2 separate regions of the Oryctolagus cuniculus genome follow, and region 2 is linked to region 1. A link is a contact called in public Micro-C data. All regions are on one chromosome and are shown on one strand. Each heading gives the region's core, a stretch centred on a gene start, on an enhancer-like site or on the middle of the called end of the contact. The rest is flanking DNA. Distances are from core to core; before and after follow the strand shown. Region 1 holds the start of RAB8B (RAB8B, member RAS oncogene family). Region 2 overlaps RAB8B (RAB8B, member RAS oncogene family).

What was found. A called contact is a pair of places that touch in the nucleus more often than the background predicts.
Region 2: a Micro-C map of ear pinna shows a contact between it and region 1, with 1.6 times the contacts expected there. The contact joins the enhancer-like site here to the promoter of RAB8B in region 1. A contact is called at or near these places in 2 of 6 Hi-C or Micro-C datasets (ear pinna and an unstated tissue).

Annotation. Positions count from the first base shown.
Region 1 is chr12:86,222,121-86,228,983 of mOryCun1.1, forward strand. RAB8B (RAB8B, member RAS oncogene family) reads left to right here and starts at 4,160. Exons shown (of 8, transcript XM_002718184.5): 1 at 4,160-4,388. The coding sequence starts at 4,265. It overlaps LOC108178249 (a long non-coding RNA gene), which reads right to left and starts at 4,111. Exons shown (of 2, transcript XR_001794973.3): 1 at 3,757-4,111; 2 at 2,629-3,614.
Region 2 is chr12:86,276,094-86,282,956 of mOryCun1.1, forward strand. All of the region lies in intron 1 of RAB8B (RAB8B, member RAS oncogene family), which reads left to right. Among named protein-coding and RNA genes, the nearest start is that of APH1B, 39 kb to the right of the region's middle. Within about 2 kb of position 2,483, at least 2 of the 8 cell types and tissues checked have an H3K27ac peak or open chromatin away from gene starts, as enhancers often do. A contact at or near this core is called in ear pinna, where this site is marked.

The DNA of each region.
Region 1 (6,863 bases), core at 2,910-5,409:
GCTCAGCTCAAAACCATCCTCACCAGAAAGGAGCAAATTCTGGGGCTGGCGCTGTAGCTCAGCAAGTTAAAGCCCCCGCCTGCAGTGCTAGCCTCCAGCTGCTCCACTGCCAATCCAGCTCCCTGCTGATGCATCTGGGGAAGCAGCAGAAGACGGTCCAAGTGCTTGGGCCCCTGCACCCACGTGAGAGACCCAGAAGAAGCTCCTGGCTCCTGGCTTCTAATAGGCCCAGCTCTGGCCATTGTGGCCATTTAGGGAGTGAACCAGCAGATGGAAGACCTCTCTCTCTGTCTCTACCTACCTCTCTCTGTAACTCTTTCAAATAATTTTTAAAATGGAAATATTAAAATTAAAAAAAAGAAAGTAGTAAGTTCTGGGGCTGGCGTTATGGCATAGCAGGTTACGCCTCTAACTGCGATACTGGCATCCCATATGGTCATCCTGATCAAGAGCTGGCTGCTCCACTTCCAATCCAGCTCCCTGATAATGCACTTGGGAAAGCAGTGAAAGATGGCCCTAGTACTTAAGCCCCTGCATCCATGTGGGAGACCCGGAAGAAGCTCCAGGCTCCAGCCCCAGCCATTGTGGCCATTCGGGGAGTAAACCAGTGGACAGAAGATGGATCTCTCTCTCCCTGGCTCTCCTCCTCTCTGTAACTCTGCCTTTCAAGCAAATAAAAAATAAAATTTTTCTTTAAAGTAGCAAGTTCACAGGGGAGAACCCAGATGGACACAGCTCTGTGGATGCAGGACTGGAGTCCCACGATGCACAGCCACCAGGGGGGAGGAGCAGCTTCCACAAAGCAGGAGGAAAGTGTGATAGTGACAAAATCGACAGAGGGTCAAATCCTTGGATATCTACCCTTGGGTAGTCAGGCTGTCATGTAAACGTGAGCTCTGTGGAAGACTTTAGAATCCCGTGGAAGGTGCTGCTCTGCCCAGTGCCTTGCAGAGCTGTAGCTATTCCAGGGTGGGCTGGGCAGGTGGCATGCATTATTGGTGTGCTTATCTCAGAACACTGCAACATGGGTTTTTAGGAAAGGGCCATTGATACCACTTGGACAAAGAGGGGACTATGGCAGCCAGCAGCATATTACCTGTGGTACCCTCAGCTCTACAAATGTGCTGTGTCCAGTCCTTTGAGCACAATGCCTTGAATTGGTGGTACTCGATTACTACTACCAAAATCTCAGCTCCTGATGCCATACTGCTACACAAAATAGGAAAATGATTCAAAAAGGGAAATTTGATTCTTCTTGGTTGGTATGTTCAAGTGGTTCAATAGTGGAAGCCAAACTTAGCAGTAAGAAAGTCCCAATATTGGGGTGGGCATTGTAGCATAGCTGGTTAAGTTCCCACTTGGGACGCCTGCAGCCTCTATCAAAGTGTCTGGGATCAAATCGTGTCTCCAGCTTCCTGCTAATGCACCCGGGAGACAGCAGATGATGGCTCAAGTGCTTGGGTCCCTGCCGTTCACGTGGGTAACCCAGCTGGAGTTCCTGGCTCCAGATTTTGGCTCCAACTTCTGGCTATTGTGGGCACTTGGGGAGTGAACCAGTGGATGGAAGTTCTCTCTCTCTCCTCTCTTGCCACTCTTCCTCTCAAATAAAAAAAAAGTTTTTAAAAAGTCTCAAACATCATATATGCTTGCCAGTAAAGAAAAACTGGGGAAGTGAAAATATGACAGAATTATTTTTAAAAAATTCCCATGTATTAACAAAATTCCCCTAAGGAAATTTAGGGACTTTAAAATTCCTAACTCTAGCTTCTCTTGTGAACATAAGTTCTTATTCATACAGAAAGAGAAAGATACTAGTTGCCAGCAGATGGTGGGACTAAAGTTATTTTAATAAGTACACATTCTTCAAAAGACAGATGATTCCACTAGTTTTTGGAGCTATATTCCCCCCCCTTTTTTTCCTAGCAATGAAGATGAAGGTGTAGAACTGGGCTGTCCACTTATTCAGAGCCTGGATGAAGCCAAAGACTTGTCCAAGGGCTGGCTTGGGCAAAGAGGCCCAGCCCGTGAGATTCCTTATTAGCGGGGCAGACACTGTGACTTTGACCTCCAAGGTCCTTGTTCCCATCAGGTAGGCTGCAGCAGCAGCGGTAGCCCTCTGGACACTGTAGGATCAGTAACTACGATGTATTTACCTTCTGTCCACATAGAAGGTGAAGGCCAATTCCAGGACCAGCTAAGTCTCTGCCACAATAGGACTGAGCTTGGAGTATCAGTGGCATTGTGCACGCACTCAAGATGCATCTTAGAAGCTGCTGTCTTCTTCAGCTAACCATTCTGTGTCTTCCTCTTATTCCACTGAGTCCACTGGCTCCCTTAATACTGCTAGCCTTCCAGAAGGTGTTTCCCTGCAGGACTGGGGAACCTTTCTCCTGCCCAGGGCCATTTGGATATTTATAACCTCATTCACAGGCCATATAAAATCACCAACTTAAAAATCAGCCCGCTATTATAGATTTGTTGCATTTTGAGTCTCGCTTGCTGTTGCCTTGGCAGAGCCAGACCACGTGATTTCATTTCTCATGCGCCTTACAGGTGGGGGCTGGAAATTCCCCACCCCTGAAGGGTAGGTGTCTGGGCCAGTGTTTCTCAAATATTTATCATTGTTGATCTCAAGACCCCTTTATTCTCTTAAATATCTTTGTGGATTCCAAGGAGCTACTGTCATGTGGGTTTTACCTGTTGAATTTGCCGTTTTAGACATTTTAAACAAAATATTTATTTTTTATTTATTTGAAAGACAGAGTTACAGAGAGGGGTAGAGAAAGAGGTCTTCCATCAGCAGGTTCACTCCCCAAATGGCCACAATGGCCGGAGCTGGACCTATCCAAAGCCAGGAGCCAGCAGCTTCTTCCAGGTCTCCCACGTGGGTGCAGGGGCCCAAGGACCTGGGCCATCTTCCACTGCTTTCCCAGGCGCATCAGCGGGGAGCTGGATTAGAAGTGGAGCAGCCAGGACTCAAACCTGTGCGCATATGGGATGCAGGTGCTGCAGGCCCCAGCTTTAACCCCCTACCAACAGCGCCCACACCCCTTTTAGAAATTAAAACTAAGGTGGGAGGAGAGTGAGGAAGCCCCTCCAGGATGCAGCTCCCAGGCCGGGCCTCCCTAGCTTCTCTCTTCCACATTACCTGCACCAGTAAACTCCCCTTTCCAGGAGGGGTTTCTACCACGAGCGAATTAAAGAGGACTCAGTAGTGGATTCATAAAACGGAGGAATGAGTCAGACGATGTGCAATAAAGAGTTGAGTCGCATATAACAGTATTCCCTCGTCATTTGTCACCAATGAGTGATGGGGGATGAACGGAACAAAGTGCTTTCACTTTTTTTCAGGATCTCATTTAATGTTCTCTGCACACCTCCAAAGTAGCATGTTTTCAATACACCTTGCCGCCGTGCAGCCCGCGTGCCTTGTCACAGCAGCTAGGAGACGGAGCCCAGACGGAAACAAAGTCTTATCCTCTAAATTCTCAGGACACGAGGCCCGAAATTTTGCAGGGCGCAGATGTGTGGCACGAGCCTTCTCGGATTTGCAGGGCGCAGGGAGCGGCCTGCGTGGCCCATGCTCTCCGGGAGGAGTAGACTTTGGCTCTGGCCTGAGACGTGGAGAAAGGGGCCAGAGGAAGGTTCCGGTGAGCACGGGGGTCTCTCCCGCCCAGCTCCGGGGCCGAGGGGCTGCGGAGGGGGCGCAAGGGCATTGCTGCGGATGCGAGCCGGGGGAGCAGACGAATAACACACCCGGCCCAGAATCGCAGGCTGCGTCCTGGCAGCCCCGAGGAAAACGAGCATCTCCACTCAGGGTCCCGGCGGAAGAGATGTGGGAACTGCGAGACAGATTCCGCACACAAAGAAACAACGGAGTTCCATTCCGGCGGCGCGACGAGAGCAGAGTTCGAAACGGAGCCTCCCTTCCCAGCTCCAGCGGCACCGCCTACTCCACCCGGTCACCCCACCCAGACATCTTTTATCTGCTGGGGTCGCTTGGACTGTCCGCGCTGGGCACGCCCGAGCGCCCCGCCAGAGAGACTACAAATCCCATGAAGCCCCTGGGGCGCGGGCGGTGATGACGAAGCGTTCGCGGATTGGCTACGCGGGGCGGGGAGCGCAGGCCTTCTCCGAGGGGCGGGGCGGGGCACGGGGCGGGGCGAGTGGCGGCGCGGCGGGCACGCCCCCTCTCCCGCGGCCCCCTCCTCGCTTCTCCCCGCCGCCTCCTCGAGCTCCCCGGTCAGAGGGCCGGAGCGAGAAGATGGCGAAGACGTACGATTATCTGTTCAAGCTGCTGCTCATCGGCGACTCGGGGGTGGGCAAGACCTGCCTCCTGTTCCGCTTCTCCGAGGACGCCTTCAACACCACCTTCATCTCCACCATCGGTGAGGGAGGGGCTGCGGCCCGGGACGGGGGTGAGACCTGGAGGGTGGGTACGAAGGGGCCGGAGGGACGACCGAGGGGCTTGGGAGCCCCCGGAGCGGAGACCGCGGGGCGGCGGGAGCCGTGCGAGAGGGCGACAGCGTGAGGGAGAGGGGCGCGCGGGGGACGTGCGCCCTGGGCGTGAAGGGGGAACTTGGGGGCCAGGGCAGGGGAAGGCGAACCCGAGGAGCCAGGACTGGGAGGACTGGGGCGACGGGGGCGCGCGGGGGCTGACAGGGAGGGTCCCAGCGGGACAGAGTGAGGAGGGGACACGGGGATCCCGCGGAGAGCGAGAAGGGGCTCGTGGATGTGCGAATGGATTAGAGGGCAGGAAAGAGAAAGGAAATGTGAAGGGGAAATGGAAGGGTTGGGGGAACGAGAGGGGCGGGCAGAGGACACAAGGGACGGAGGTGAGGACCCGGCGGGGAGAAGGGGGCTGAGGGGAATGAATGATCCGGAGGGGAGGGCGCGCGCGGGGGGGTGGCTGCAGAGGTGCGGGCAGAGATTGGGGGGCGGGGGGAGGCCGAGGAGAACTGCAGGCAGGAGAAGAGTTGCGGGGAGGAAGGGGGGATGAGGCTACCTGGTTGGAAAAGTAAAGGCGGGCGGGGTGCGGGTGGAAAGGGAACGCAGCAGCGGGCAGGCGAGGCGGACAAGGTGGGCAGTGAGAGGGGTGCGGGACTTCGCGGTCTTACTGGGTGCTCCGGCTTACCGTCGTCTCTGCTGCTTTGGGTCCAGTGCAGGAGAAAGCAGAAAGTGACTACTGATGGAATGCTATCTGTGGAGCATTGAGTTGTTCCCAGTGTGCACGGGCGTTAAGGGGATTGCTGACTTCGGGGAGTGATGTGGTCAGGAAAATAGGGCTCGCCCCTTCTTGTCTCCTGAGAAGCAACGCGGCTGGATTTTTTTTTTTTTTAATTGGGAACTTGAATGCTTAACAACTTCTGAACCAAGGAATTGATCTTGCTTTCTGTTGCCACTCTGTATATTTTGTTTCGGTTCTAATGATGACTTGTTAAATCAATCACAACCTGCAATATACCGGTACCCCAATTACTTCCAACTGATGCAACACTAATTTTTTCCTCCCTTTTTACTGGAAGAAATGGGTTCGGGTAAAAAGATCTCTAACTTATCAGAAACTGAAAAGCGGAGCGAAGTTGGTTTTACCCGGCTGTACAAGCGTCCTTAACCTCACTTCTGTAGTTAAATGGCTACAGTAGATTAAGTACTTTAAGAATCGGTTTTGGGCCGTCTGGGAGATGTTTCTGGCCTCTAGAAGTAGCTAATTTAGACATCTCTTAAATGGTTCTTAAAATATTTCTCTGCATGAGTTTCTGGATTGGGAAATAATGGAAAGCTTGTACTTTGGTAATAAGTGTGTTTATGTACTTGTGTTTGTGAGGATAATTGCCTTAAAAAAAAAAAAAAAAGTACCTGAGTATGGAGCCCTCTTCAGTTCAAGACCGAGAGAACCTACGGTTTGCTGCTTGACTCCGGCCTCTTTCGTACGGATTGAACAGCCTGAAACCTCCTTGGTGTTGTGATGTCTGGGCGTGGGGAAGTTTGAGTTTGCAAGTTCTTGGCAGTCAGTCTTGAGTGGGACTTTTTCTTTTCTGAGGAAGCAGATTCTAAATGTCATCTCTCAAGTGTTTTCCTAAGAGATCTGGTGGGAGCTGATACAGCAACTGACGGCGTTAACGTTGGACACGGGCACTCCTTCCAAAACCCCCACGAAACTCCATCCCACTGATGAGCGCACTCTGCAGTGCAGACCGTGAGCTTTATCACGCGAGTGGGTGGCCTTCCGCGCTTCCTGTGTGTGACCCTCCCAGAGGCGTCCTCCCGCCTGGAGAGTGAGCAGATCTCTCGGATGCTGTCCCTGCCGAGCTCCTGGGATAAGTTTTGGTTGCTTCGAGTAGTTTGGTCAGTTTTCTCTTTTTTTCCCCTTCATTTTTGTCCCACATTTCCTGTAAGGGTATCTTCTTCATTTCAAAAGAGTAGCTTTAAGAAATTACTTTTCATGAGATTTTTTTTTTTTTTTTTTTGTGATGGAAACGAGGTTCTTTGGAAGATTGAGGCTGTTCAAGCCTGAAACCCAGTGTCCTCTGACAGTTTAGAAGAGGAGGTAGGCGTTCATTGGGGTGCATCTCCTGGGAGCTGTGGGTCTTTGTATTTTCTGCGTGGTGGAGATGGTAAGAAGAGGCCATGGGCCACGTCTTCGTTTGATGTGGAGGAGGGGAAAAGCCCATGCCTCTTATTTAGTCCCAGAGCCCCAACAGGAAGTGGTGGCACGCTGCTGTCTTCAAATAGCAGAATTTATGCTCCTAAACCGTAACGCTTTGTAGTTGAACTGAAGTTGGTCAGGTGAGTGGTGAGACCATTTCAGCAAAGTGTCCGCTTGACTGCAAACACAGACATGGACATAGTCCCATCTCTAG
Region 2 (6,863 bases), core at 1,233-3,732, 52 kb after region 1:
CTGGAACCAGGAACTCAATCCAAGTCTCACATGTGGGTTTCCGGAACCCCACTTGAACTATTGCTGCTGACTCCCAAGGTCCACACCTGCAGGAAGTTAGAGTCCAGAGTGGGAACCAGAAATTGTGGGATCCATTGTGGAATGTGGACATCTTAATCTTTAGGCTAAATGCTGACTCCTTCCATGAAGTCTTTGAAGACCCCTTATGTATGCAGCAAGATTGATACTTGGGGGGCCGGATAAAGCCACTGCCTGCAGTGCTGGCATCCCATATGGGCACTAGTTGGAGTCCTGGCTGCTCCATTTTCAATCCAGCTCTCTGCTATGCCCTGGGAAAGCAGTAGAAGATGGCCCAAATCCTTGGGCTCCCACACCCAGTTGGGAAACCCAGATGAAGCTCCTGGCTCCTGGCTTCACATCAGCGCAGTTCTGACCATTGTGGCCATTTGGAGAGTGAACCAGCGGATGAAAGACTTCTCTCTCTTTCTCTCTCTGCCTCTGACTCTCTGTAACTCTCTGCCTTTCAAATAAATAAATAAATCTTAAAAAAAAAATTGACACTTGGTGTAAATAGTTTTATAACTTCTATAATGTTATTTACAAAAAAACAAGGCCTTGAAATCCTCTCTTTCAATATAAGTAACATTCTTAATTTTATTTCTACTTCTGTACATTTGTCTTCAAACCTTCATTTTGGAGAAACAAATATATATGTATGTATTTCTAAGGATTTATTTATTTAAAAGGTAGGTTGACAGAGAAAGAGAGAGATCTTCCATCTACTGGTTCACTTCTCAAATGCCTGCAATAGCTGGAAGGGGGCCAGGCCTACTCCATCCATGTCTCCTACATGGGTAGGAGCCAGGAGCTCCATCCGTGTCTTCTACATGGGTAGCAGAGGCCTAGGTACTTGAGCCATCATCTGCTGCCTCCCATGTGCATTAGTGGAAGCTGGATCTGAAATGGAGTAGCCGGGACTCAAATCAGGCACTTCAGAATGGGATGCAAGTGTCCCAAGAAGTGGCTTAACCTATGCACAAAATTCCCTGACCCTGGAAAAAGAAATAGTTTAAAAGTTCAGTCTATGAATCATTTTTTTCTATTTCACATGTTTGTTTACTTAATTTATTTTTATTTACTTGAAAGGCAGAGAGACAGAAAGGGAGAGACAGGGAGAGAGAGAGAGGGAAAGAGAGCAATATTTTGATCTTTTGTCTGCTGGTTGGCTCCCTAAATGCCTGCAACAGTCAGGGCTGAGTCAGGCCAAAGCCAGGAGCCAAGAACTCTATCTGGATCTACCACGTGGATGGCAGGGACTCAGACTGTCATCCACTGCTGTCCAGGAAGCTAAATTGGAAGTGGCGTAGCCAGGACATGACCTGGCACTTAGATTTGGGATGTAGGTGTCCCCAGCCGTGGCTTTATTTACTGTGCCACAACTCCTGTCCCTGGAAAAAGAAACATTTTAAAGCTTCAGTGTGTGACTCATGTTTTCCTGTTTCAGTAATACATTTTTTAATTAGAGATTTCAACTAATTATCATAAAGTCAGCTACTCTAAAATTTCATTAATCTCCATGTTTATAATTTATATGTCTATTCAAAAAGCATAAGCAAAATGTGGTTGTCAAAGCAAGCTTAAAAACTGGCAGAATCCATCTAGGCTGTGTCTTCATTGTTAAAAATAATCTCAAGTTAGGAATTCAATATTTGTGAAACTTTTTTCCATTTTTTTTTTCTGGAAGATCTCTGAAATGTAAATAGACAAACCACATAACCCATACCCAGATAGCCTAGGGTCACAGATGTTTCCAGATGTACTTTTGAAACAAAGAACATTTTCCCCCTTTTTAATTGTAAAAATGCAATGTTAAGTTTCAGAGTATAGATAATCCACATAGAAAACTTGCAGCAGTATGAGGAAACCCAGCCCTAACATTTTGCGTTACTGTCCTTTATTGAAAGGCTGAATGACCCAGGAAACTGATTTTTTTTTTTTTCATGGTTATCCTAACTTCAGGCAAATAGAACTTTTAGAAGAACTTCAGTGGGAACCAGGTATAGAAAACCTCAGTTGGAGGTCCCTGCTGTTTCCCGACCTCTGCATTTCCTGGGCCAGGCTACAGACTTCTCCAAGTGACTCAATAGAGTAACCAGGAGAGAAGGGAGAGCTGTGGATGTTCTAAGCTGCCACAACCACAGAGCAAAATGCATCAAGTCACAGCTTACACTTAGGGTCAGGAGAACTGGCTGGCCCTGGGGGGTTGCCAAGGCCAGAAAAGTAACTCTTTCCCACACTCCAGCCGTGGCACCCTTTCACCTATTCCCAGACCCAGGGACAACCTCTCCATTCTCTTGACACAGAAAAGGTTATGTTATGAAATCTCTCGACTGACTCATGTGATGGTAGTGTGAAAGATTGTTGTCAGTCTTCCTTCTCTGTGTTAAATGATACCCAGTTTGCGGAATGAAAGTGATCCAGTACTGCTCATTCCAAACTGCTGTTAACTGTAGACGTGGGCCAAGTCCAGTTTCCTTCCGTCCTTCCTGCTGGCAAGTCCTTTTTCCCTCCAGCTTCCTCCAGCTCCCAGTGGTGTCCGAGAAGTATCTGATAAGCAGTGCTGTGGATAAGTGCTCACTTTGCAGCCCTCACTGCCGGGTAGCCGCCAGCCCTTGTGCTCTGGGAGTCAGGCTGAAACACAACTTTGCCTGCTCAGAGATGCAGGGCAGAGCCTTCCACCCTCCCAGCCCAGGGGGAGGAGGCAGCTGTCCTCCTCCTTCTCTCATTGAATGGAAAATCAGAACTTCTTTGTTCCTCCTGCTGGAGTTTGGGCCACGCCCAACATAGTGCCCCGCCAAGGGCGCTGTTGTATTGGACAGGGTGGGAGTGCTTGCTTTTCTAACTAAATCTTCTAAGATGCTTTTCATTGCTAAAATTTGGTTTGAGTTTTTGACCATCATTAATAAATGTCTGTCTCCATATGTCAGTTTTCCAGATAACTAATTCTAGGTTTTTTAAAAGCTTTGGAAAATCGCAAACATAAAAAACTCTCACGTGTACACATACTTACCACTCAGTTTTAGAAATAATAAATTATTGTTAGAATCCAAACTCCTTGTGAGAACCTCTTTGATTTTTCTCCAGTGGTAACAGCTACCCTTAATTTGTTGATAATCATGTGTGCATGTTTTATACTTTCGTTATACATGGAAGTATATATAAATGGTGTATATTGATTTTGGCTTTTTTTTTTATAGTGTTAAGAACTAGTTTGTATATTTCTGCAAGTTGTTCTTCTCACTTAGCATTAGATTCATCTGTGATGATACCTGTGCCTCCCGTTCACTGTCCCAGAATATTTCCTCCCTCTCCCCTCAGGTGCACTGTCGGTGGACATTTCAGTGGTGGGAGGGGCTTATCTGTAAATGCCAAAATTTGATTTTTAAGTCCTTTTTATATTAGTCTTTGTGAATCTGAGTAAATTGCTGCTTTTCTCTGGGCAGTTTTCTTAGCCACTAAGGGAGGATTGGGCTAAACCATCTCCCAGGTATAATAGGTCTATATTCTATTCTATGACTTTGTTTCACAGATGCTTCTCTGCCACCATATAATGTCGAGTATATCAAGTCTGAGTAACCATTTAGAGTAAGATTCAATTTGGGAAAATAATCCATTAGAGAGTGTGTGTGTGTTTCAAATCAAAATGAGACCAGCTCTGAGTCCCTTGGGAATGTTTTCTTAAAATTCAGATTTCCTATTTTACTAATCAGGTATAGCTATTCATGAGGAAACTGGAACTGCCTTCATGCTGTCAAAAAATTAATATTGGGACACATTTGAGCACCTTGAGAGCAGCGCTGAGATTCTGAACTTGGCAGTCAGGTTGCCGCAGGAAGGAAGGCCGCGTGCAGCCTGGTGGGCCACAGAGCGCTCCTGTGTCAGGATGACTCAGGGTCGTCATCTTGAGCATGAGTTACTGTACTGTTTGCTGCCCAAAACGACACTGTCTGAAAGGCTCTTGAGATGAGGAGAGCTTTTCAGATCTCAGTGTAATTTTCTTTCTTTTTTTTTTTTTTTAAGATTTTTATTTATTTATTTGAGAGGTAGGAGTTAACAGACAGCTAGAGAGAGAGAAAGGTCTTCTGTCTGCTGCTTCACTCCCCAAATGGCCGCAACAGCCAGAGCTGCACCAATCCAAAGCCAGGAGCCAGGAGCTTCCTCTGGGTCTCCCACAAGGGTGCAGGGGCCCAAGGACTTGGACCATCTTCTTCTGCTTTCCCAGGCCACAGCAGAGAGCTGCATGGGAAGAGGAGTAGCTGGGACTAGAACCGGCACGCATGTGGGATGCTGGCATCGCAGGCAGAGGATTAACCTACTGTGCCACAGTACCAGCCCCATCAGTGTAATTTTCTTAAGATGCTATGTTTTTTGAGATTGTGTAGTTCTAAAATTAAAAAAAAAAAAAAAAAGCTGCTCCCTCACTGCCAGGCAGAGCTGTGGTTCTTGCTGCTGACAGCACCCTCTCCCATTCTTTTCATTCTTTAATCCCCTGGGGCAGAGGATAAACCAGGGGAGCTCAAGGACCCATCAGTGACAGTCAAGTTTGAACCTGAGATGTTGTGGCTGCTACCTGGGTTACTTATTGTCTATTTTTTTTTTTTAGCTTCATTTGTTTATTTGAAAGGCAGAGTTATAGAGAGGGAGGGAGAAATAGAAAGAGATAGATCTTCCATCTGTTGATTCACTCCCTATATGGCTACGATAACCAGGACTGGGCCAGGCCAAAGCCAGGAGCTTCATTAGGTTAGAAGTAGAGCAGTTGTGACTGGAACCAGCATCTATAGCGGATGCCAGCATCGCGGGCAGTGGCTTAACCCACAGTGCCATGGTGCCAGTTCCATTGTCCTTTTCCTTCTTATTTTCTGGTTCTTGTTTGCACATTAGACAAAATCACTTTCAAAAAAGTACTGCAGTTTATCATTTAATGTCATAACATTCGTGAGAGGAAAGTAGTGACAGCTGCTATGATTCGTTCATTTCATATGCCTGTGAATATTAAAATTTTATTAATTCAATAGATTTGAGTATTGTTGTCGAGGATATTTTGATTGATTCCAACAGCCTTTCTCTCTACTATTTTTAGCAGCCTGGTGGTTGGAGGAGTGACCCAGCTTCAGGTTGGGCCTTGATTAATCTAAATTTAGGGGTGGATTTGGATTAATCCAATCTTGCTAACTCCTCGTGTTAATTGTTGGTTCGGGAATTCGGCCTTAGCTCCTCAGAACGTGACTTTCCCACGGCTCTAAGTACAGAAATGAAGCGTGAAGGAAAGGTGCTGGAGGCTTTGGGGAAATGTTTTCTCACTTCTGAGAGAGGCACAGGAAGATGATCTCTCTTCTTGGTATTGCTTCTGTGGTTCCTGACCACAGAGAGTGAAACTGATACTCCTAGGAAGGCAGAGCCAAGGGAGGTGCAAAGAAATGAGCTGGAGGTACCAGATTGAGCCATTCCTGAACCCCAGCTCACAGTTGGGTTTGTTACATGAGTCAGTAACTTACCTTAAACTAGTATGATTTGTGGTTTCTGTTGTTTATAGCCGAAAGTGCCTCATTTGATACATTGTATCTATAGCTATTCTCTCTCTCTCTCTCTCTCTCTCTCTCTCTCTCTCTCTTTAAAGATTTATTTATTTATTTGAAAGAGTTACACAGAGAGAGGAGAGGCCGAGAGAGAGAGAGGTCTTCCATCTGATGGTTCACTCCCCAGACGGCCGCAATGTCCGGAGCTGTGCTGATCTGGAGCCAGGAGCCAGGAGCCTCCTCCCGGTCTCCCACGTGGGTGCAGGGGCCCAAGGACCTGGGCCATCCTCCCCACCATCTCCGGCCACAGCAGAGAGCAGGACAGGAAGTAGAGCAGCCAGGTCTGGAACTGGTGCCCATATGGGATGCTGGCACTTCAGGCCAGGGCGTTAACCCACTGTGCCACAGTGCCGACCCCAATATAGCTATTCTTTAAATTTTTTTTTTTTTTACTTATTTATTTGAGAGGCAGAAAGAGCTCCCATTTACTGGTTCACTCCACAGATTGATGTAATGGTCTGAGGTTGGGCTAGACCGAAGCCAGAAACCAGGAACTCTGTCCTGGTCTCCCACATGGGTGTTAGGGGCTCAAGCACTTTGGCCATCATCTGCTACTTTCTCAGATGCATTAGCAGGGAGCTGGATTGGAAACAGACAACGAGGACTCAATCTGGTACTCTGGATATGGGTTGCTGGTCTCTCTGGTAACAGCCTAATCCCTGTACCGCCTTGCCGGTCCCAGTATTTAACCTTTAATTTCATATCTACTGGGTACATGTATCTGTGCACAACCTAATGGAAAAAGAATGATTTAAGAACAGTTACAAAGCAATATGTTAATAAAACCCAGTAACACAGGATTGCATCACTGTGCAAAAGCCAGGCCTTGAGGTAGGGATAGATTTGGCCAAGAAGAGAGCTGAGCAGATGGAGCAGCCTGAGAAAAAGCTACAAAGTTAGGTGGTCGCACAGAATTGGAAGAGACACACACAGGCTCCCAGAAAGAAAAAAGACACTGCGGGTAGCAGTGCCAGCAGAATGCTCCGTCCAGTGGCAAAGGCCGTATTGCCAGGCTGGGGATCCATGGCTTCTTAGCTGGTCCAGTGATGTCTCCGTGGGGGTTGCTCACAGTCGTTCCGGCCGTGGCATGTCGGGGAATTAGGTGGGGGGAGATGTTGGCGCAGTGTCCTGGGAAGCTGTTACCAGTAATCCATGCGTGAAGTGACAAGAGCTGTAGGATAATAGAATCTCGATGTCTAATCTCTTGGGTTTCTACTAGCATAG